Linked DNA regions of Mus musculus: region 1 is linked to region 2. Evidence: chromatin contacts called from public Hi-C data. All regions are on one chromosome and are shown on one strand. Each heading gives the region's core, a stretch centred on a gene start, on an enhancer-like site or on the middle of the called end of the contact. The rest is flanking DNA. Distances are from core to core; before and after follow the strand shown.

What was found. Hi-C and Micro-C count contacts between places; a contact is called where the count stands out from the background.
Region 1: a contact with region 2 is called in a Hi-C map of B cells, with 2.9 times the contacts expected there. The contact joins two enhancer-like sites. A contact is called at or near these places in 1 of 15 datasets of contacts at CTCF or cohesin (CD8 T cells), 15 of 484 Hi-C or Micro-C datasets (B cells, CD4 T cells, CD8 T cells and 8 more) and 5 of 115 datasets of contacts at active chromatin or transcription factors (CD8 T cells, bone marrow-derived dendritic cells, double positive thymocytes and 2 more).

The regions. Positions count from the first base shown.
Region 1 is chr17:52,078,110-52,081,619 of GRCm38.p6, forward strand. No RefSeq gene overlaps it. Among named protein-coding and RNA genes, the nearest start is that of Gm19585, 69 kb to the right of the region's middle. Within about 2 kb of position 1,437, at least 30 of the 459 cell types and tissues checked have an H3K27ac peak or open chromatin away from gene starts, as enhancers often do. A contact at or near this core is called in B cells, CD8 T cells, Th1 cells and 3 more, where this site is marked.
Region 2 is chr17:52,181,038-52,184,689 of GRCm38.p6, forward strand. No RefSeq gene overlaps it. Among named protein-coding and RNA genes, the nearest start is that of Gm19585, 34 kb to the left of the region's middle. Within about 2 kb of position 1,889, at least 20 of the 459 cell types and tissues checked have an H3K27ac peak or open chromatin away from gene starts, as enhancers often do. A contact at or near this core is called in B cells, CD8 T cells, Th1 cells and 3 more, where this site is marked.

The sequences.
Region 1 (3,510 bases), core at 187-2,686, 100 kb before region 2:
GACTCATGCGTATTTTAATTTTGCCTTGTGCAGGGCCTTCGGCTTGAGGTTTTGTTTTCTTCTGGTGCTAAAATCAACATCTTACTGTAAGGCAGGGGGTTAGATCAAAGGGCGAAGTTTGGAGAGAAGGCACAGTGGTTAAGAGTGCATACTGACTGTTCTTGCACAGGTCCTAAGTTTGAATCCCACGACCCATGTCTAAGGGCTCACCACTGACTGTAACTCCAGCTCCATGGGATCAATATCCTCTTCAGGCTTTCATGGGGACTTACATCTCCCCCCCCCCCCACGTACACATGTACACATAACTAAAAATAAAATAAATATTTAAAAATATTCCAGAACATAGGCCAGGAACATTACGCCTAGGGGATCTGATGAGCCCCATAAAAGTCAATACTTCTTTCCCATTTTATAGCCTTCGCTTTGTAGACTGAGTGCTGGGAGCGGAAAAAAAAATGGCCAGGCTCTGGGAGATGGCAGTTTCAAAGTGTTCCATGCCAACGTCCATCTGGGATCCAAAACCCTCCCCTCCCGCTGCTTGTTTCTGTGTGCATGCTGTCTGATGTGTCTCTACATGCCTCTGTGATTGCACACGGCTGTCAGTCAGGGAAGCAGCAGATACCAACAGATTCTGTCTCACCAGCTGATGGCCCAGGCCGCCTGGGCGGCTGATCAGCAGAGATTCCTTGCAGACCTGCAGGAACTGCTTGTGGCTAACTGTATTTTAAGAAATTGGTTTGCTTTATTTACAGAGTGATCCCTCGAAAGGTTTCCCAGCAGGACCTAAATTGGTGCTTTTGTGCAAAAGAATTAAAAAGCAGGTTCCAGCCGTGTCGTTTATGGAGGTCTGCCGTGTACACAATACAGACAACGCAAGGCCTTAATGTTTTATTAGATTGGAATCATTTCTGGCATTTAAACATTTTGATGAAATTTGTTCAGTTTTCTGGGTGTGTTTTATATGAAAAAATTAAATGTTTTTTTGGCAGTTCTATTAAATAGATACTGGCAACATCTCAACGTAGTTTAGTAATTTAGAAATCAATGATAAAACATTTTATTTAATCCACCAATTGAGAGCTTTATTGTGGTGATTCTCTTTTCTTCTGGGCCACACACGATCACCACAACCATGTGCAAGGAGTAAATGAGAATTAAGGATACAGGATAGGTTCTTTTCACTCAAGAAAACCAGCCAAAAATCCACCTCCATACTGAGACTGCCCCAGATGTGATTGAGGGGACTCGGGGAAGGTGTCACACATAGGTAGAGGTACACAGGATGCTTTGCATTTGCCAAGGAGGGTAAGCTGAGTCTCAGTGCCAACCTTGTTCCTTTGTTCAGGGCACAGAACCGTGACCTAGCACTCCTCACGAAGCCTGGAGTGCTTCCCCTTTCTCAAATGACACTTGTGCTTCTGCCGTGGCTTCTTGAGCTTTCTTTTCTAAAAGCCTTAGCTTCCGGGTTGGTTTCTCTTCACAAATCGGCCACAAGTACCAAGGCTAAGATGTTTCTCCTTTGTGCCTTGACCCCTATTTCATGAGATTGCTCTGAGAATCTCCTGTGGATTAGCACATAGATCTATATGTAGCCAGCGTCTGTTGAGTGACTTTGTCGTGCTCAGATGGATGCCATTAAAGTTAAGGCAGTCCACATTTGGACCTAGAAACCACATTAGTCATATTGTAGGGAGAAACTCAGAGTCCTCCTTCCTAGCACTCTCTTCCTAGTGTGATGGACTATGATCCTTCCTTACTTGTGATGTCCATTCTTTTCCTAGTATCCAGGATCCATACTGGGCAAAAGTACGTCCTTGCCTGTGATCTGTGATAGGCAGTGATGATCCTTCCTCATCTGTGACTCTAGGGTAATTGTCCTCTGTTGGGATAGAAATGCAACTGGCATAAACTCAAGGTGGTAAATGTCCAGTGACTGTCATGAAAAGCTATTGATCTCTGCAGTGAGCAGCTTTGGGAAAACCTCAGAGGTAGGATTTCTTGGGCCGGTGGTCTGGCTGTGCAGGTTAAAGTGCATCACTCACACACCTGGCCATTTGAATTCTATCGCTGGAGCCTCTTGTAAAGGTAGACGTAGAGAATCAACTTCACAGTGTTGTCCTCTGATCTTCTCAGATTAGAGGGGGCACAGCCCCTCCCCCACAGTCCTTTACCCTGCACCCTCCCTCACAGACACACACACACACACACACACACACACACACACACACACACTTAGGATACTTTCCTGTTGAGCTGATCCTGGAGAGGCTTCACCTCAGAATTTCTTCCCTTAGTTTTTAAATTAGGAAAAGAGAGAAAGAGAAGATTTGGATGCCATGATGGATGGAAAAAGGGGAGAAAGTAGGGAGAAGGACAAATTCCTGGGAGAACAGGGCCACATGCACCTTTGACTATGTGTAAGAGAAGACTTGAAGGGAGAACATCTTCTCAGTTAGGAAAACAAACCTACAGCCATCAACATACAAGATGTAATCACAGAAATCAGGGAAAGGGTCTAATCTGGGTAGCTTTGGAAATATAACTAAGCCCAAATAGCCAAGTGGCTGGGCATGAAATGACCTGTCTTTCAGTTTAATTTTCATAGTGGACAACCTACCAAGAGTCAGACATAGGGACAAAGGAAAAGGTGGGACTCAGTCCCTGGAAAGCACTGAGCTTTCTTCTTTGGTGACGTGAGATTTTGGTCAGCCCTGTTTTATTTCTGGGTGTCTGTGGAAAGGATAGCTGCTAGTGAATTTTCCTAGTGGTTCTTGTTTATGGTCTCGGAATATAGAGCTGCCACCCTGCTCTGTTTGTCCCACCCTCTTCTACTTTCATCTCTCTCTCACTGAGCTGTTGCCATTTTTTACTCCATATTGCCTATTGTACACCATATAGTTTTCCAGAGTTGTGGCTGAGAGAGGAGGAATAGATGTTTCCAGGGGGACACATCAGGAGCATTTTTCATTGTTGCTAGATCACAAGACATTGTCAGGGAAGAGTTACTCCTTGATGCTTCCCGATAAGCTCAGGGACCCCATGAGCCCAAGGACAGCCTAGGAGACTCAGAGGGTGCAGATGCCACTGGACTGCTAGACATTTCCCATCATTCAAGGCCTCTCCCCAGGATTTCCTCCTTCCTATGTCCCTCCAACAAAGCTCCTTTATGGAGGGAAGCTAACATTGCCTTCAGTAGCTGGCACTTGATACAGCCACGGGGGAGATTATAGTCCAATTCTTGCTCTGCAGAAAAAGCCCTGGAGATTCAGTTCTGTACAGTTAATTTGAATGCAGTTGAGCTCAGTTCAAAGCAGAACAGTTGAGTTCATGGAGTTCAAAGGCAGTCCTTCCGAGCAGAGCAATTCGGTCAGAAGCGGAGAGAAGCCAATTTGAATTAGTCAGTTTGGAAAGACGTTTGAGCCAGAACAGCTAAGTTGAGCCAGCCAGTCAGAGTTCAGGGAGAGCTAGAAAGGGTGAATTTATTCAGCAGTAAATCTCAGAATCTGA
Region 2 (3,652 bases), core at 639-3,138:
GTATTCTTGATATGAAAAGACCACTGCATTTATGAAGTCACAACTTGTAATTGCCTGTACAAGATCTATGTAAGATCAATCCTGTCAACCTCCAGTATAGTCTATCCATAACTGAAGAGCTATGAACAGTTGATTGTGTCTTGGGAAGAGAAATTCAGTTTTCATTAAGGATGATAGTCCCTAGCAGGTCAACCATGCTCCAGTGAATGACCCCACAACTAGGAATATATGAGGGATACAAATTGGACTTGAAGGGCTATTTAAGCAAACACACACACACACACACACACACACACACACACACACACACACTCACACGCACACGCACATGCACACACAGTTGGAGGTGAGATAGTGAGGTGGGTCAATTTGGAATGAGTTGGTGGAAGAGTAGGTCATGGATATGATCAAAATATATTGTATGGAATTCTCAAAGACTTACTGAAATGTTTGTAACATTAAATAAAATCATTACTCAAGGAAATCAAATGAGGAAAGGAAACCAGGGATTTGTTTGGAGTTATTTTGCCTTTGTAGCTATGTGAAAGTCTCAGAGATTGCTTGTCAAGAAAGTCTTTTGGAGGGCTTTCCATGGTGCAATATTTAATATTTAGAATTAAAGCCTGGGGAAGGAAATATTATTGTTGAGTAGGAAAAATAAATTTAAAGTTGAAATTGTCCTTAAATGCACCATTTACTTTTTGAGAATCCATGCCACCTAGTACTTCACAGCTCAACCTCTTCTGTGAGTATGTTGGAGGTAACCTTCCTGAAGGAAGAGGCCATATGTTATGCCCATTGTGATGTTTAGGGTTTAGATTTGTTCCCATGGTCCTTCAGTTTTCTTTAGGATGCATCTCTCAGCAGGTGTGCCCACTGAGGAGTCTGAAAAACGATCTGACTTTGAACAGCTGCTTGCTTGACTAGAGCCAAGTTTTCTTGATTTATTCTGAGTCTGCTCCATTCTTGGGCTGCTAGTCTCTACTATGCCCAATCCACACACCCCTTGCCTCTCTCATATGTGATTCCTTTTTGAAATTCAAATGTAGGAGACTCACTCAGTTATATTGTTCTCATGATCTGTTTTACAATCTTGTCTCTCAGTCTTTTTGGTTAGTCCTTAAAGCCACACTTGGGCATTATCCCTCTCTACAAGCCTACTTCAGACAAAGTTAATTATTCCTCCATCTGAGGGACATTATCACCTCATTCATATTTGTTGTGCTTTTTGGAGGAGACTGCCTCATTGTTAAATATCCATTTGCCAACATACAAGATATCATGATATTCCATTGTTTCTATTACTTAGTTGAGGAGCTGCCATGGGGTAGAGATCTTGGGCAAGTGCAAAATTGAATGGCTGAGTAAACGAAAGCAAAGTTATCTGGTTCTTGAGGGATTGAACACAAAGCTTAGATCCTCTGGTTACCTTATTACCATAGACATTTAAAATATTCAATACACTTTGCTTCCAGGCCTATAAAAATTTCTGTTTGTCATCTCCCACAGAGTTGACTCTTGGGCTATGACTAATTACATGTGAATATTAGTAGATAGAAAAAAATCAAATTTTTAATTGGATGGATTCCAATCATAGCCACAAATATTTTACAACCATAGACTAAGTGTATTTATGTGAATGTGATACGTAAATTTGTATGAACCTATATATGCTATAATTTAGTATAAGTAAACCATCAAATACACTCAAGTTCTTCCTTCGAAGGAGTCACTTGAATGCAAACTCAACTCTAACCAGGAAACCAAAAGCATTTAGAGGGCAGTGCTTAGTCAGCCTGGACCAACTTGTTCTACCTGTTAGGGACAGAGTCCTGATGAAGTCCCCATGTTCAGGGAGTTGTTTCTGGAGTAGCAAGAAGCATTCTGTGTCTCCCCCTGCTGGTTGATGGAATGACTAAAGGGAGCAACCCCTTAGGACTCCTCACGGTCATGACCTTACAGCCTGTGCCATCTGGTCATTGGCTTCTGTGAACTTTTAATGAGGAAAGTTGATGTCGAGTTCACATCAGGTTATTTCCTCTCATCCCCAGCTTGCAAACTCTGCTTAATTAGCATTCTGCATTTCTTAACAATTCTAACTTCACATCCCACTGAAATAAAGCATTAGGAAACCCTCTCCTTGCATATTTTAATTCCAGGCTATCACTACATTTTGATTAGATTAAAATTGTTTTTAAAAGCCTGTGTTTGAAAATAATCTGCAGGGTTACCGCAAAGGATATTGCTTCCTCTAGTCAACCAGCCACCAAGAGACACGAAGAAAGAAAAGTATAACGCCAAGTAAGGTGATTCCACAAGATATTTGGAAGAGGAAAGAATTATCTACAATTTGTTTGTATTATCTCATTAACTGTACTTGGTAATTATATATCAAAAGAATTTGAAAAAGGTTTTTGTTGTGAGTATTTTAGTTTACAAAGAAGGCATTGCATAATAAATGGCTTACAAAGCAGAAAAGGTTCTCACCAAATGGTGACAGTTAAAATTAGAAACCAAAGTGGTACCATTATCAGCTATGAAGTGAAGACATCAGAGCAGAGAGTAGAAAGACAGAGAGACAGAGAGAGAGAGAGAGAGAGAGAGAGAGGGAGGGAGAGGGAGAGGGAGAAAGAGAGACAGAGACAGAGACAGAGACAGAGAGAGGCTGAAAGACAGGAAATGAGACAGAGATAGAGGAGGATCTCCATAAGCTAAATGTGCTCAGTCCTAAGTAATAAATGCTTCCATCAGAGGCTTTAGAGAAGAAGGTGGACAGTTTAGACTCATTCTGTGCCATTCTAATTGCTGAACTGGGAAGATAGCACATGAGACAAACACAGAGATGTAGGTGAGTTGGGAGATGACCAAGGTGAGAGAAAACTGGACTGGATTAGTAACAGTAAAAGCACTAAGATGTGATTGTAGATATTTGAAAACATGGTGTACATTTGCTTGTTGATTACATGCATGGTAGAAAGAAGGAGAAAAACCAAGTCCATGTACAGGATGTGGCACCTTAGCAAACACTTGGGTAGAGAGAGCTGGGAGGGGCAGAATTAATTTTAAATTTAAATATAGTATTTTGATTAATTCTTTCAAAGATTTATGCATGCACATAATATATTTTAATCAGCCCTACCCCTGACCACTCTCCTCCCCCTAACTTCATTCTTCTGTTTTTTGCTGTTATTATTTGTCATAAGCCTCAGAATACAGTTCATGCTGCCTGTATTTGCACAGATATGGGACCACCCACTGGAATGTGGTATTGACTGACCAGCATCTATAGCCTAGAAGAAAATTGACTCTTGACTCCTAGCAACTATCACCTGTTAATATCTCCACAGCAGAGGCTGGGGACTCATATCCTCTGACCTACCCCTATCTTGGGATGCTGCCTAGCTTGATCTTGTGCAGATCTTGCTGAGGTGACCACAGCTTCTGTGAGCTCATGAGTACAATGGTCTTATCATGTCCAGAAGACACTGTTTTGATCTAGTTTTCTCCAAAAAAACCCTGGCTCTTAGGATATTTCTTATTTCTCTTTGAAAACTGTGCCTGAGCCTTGCTGGAGAAGTGTGATATTGATGTCCAATTTGTAGCCGAGGACTTCATATATGCTTCCTCTCTGTAAGGAGCAGTTGTGAGTTCT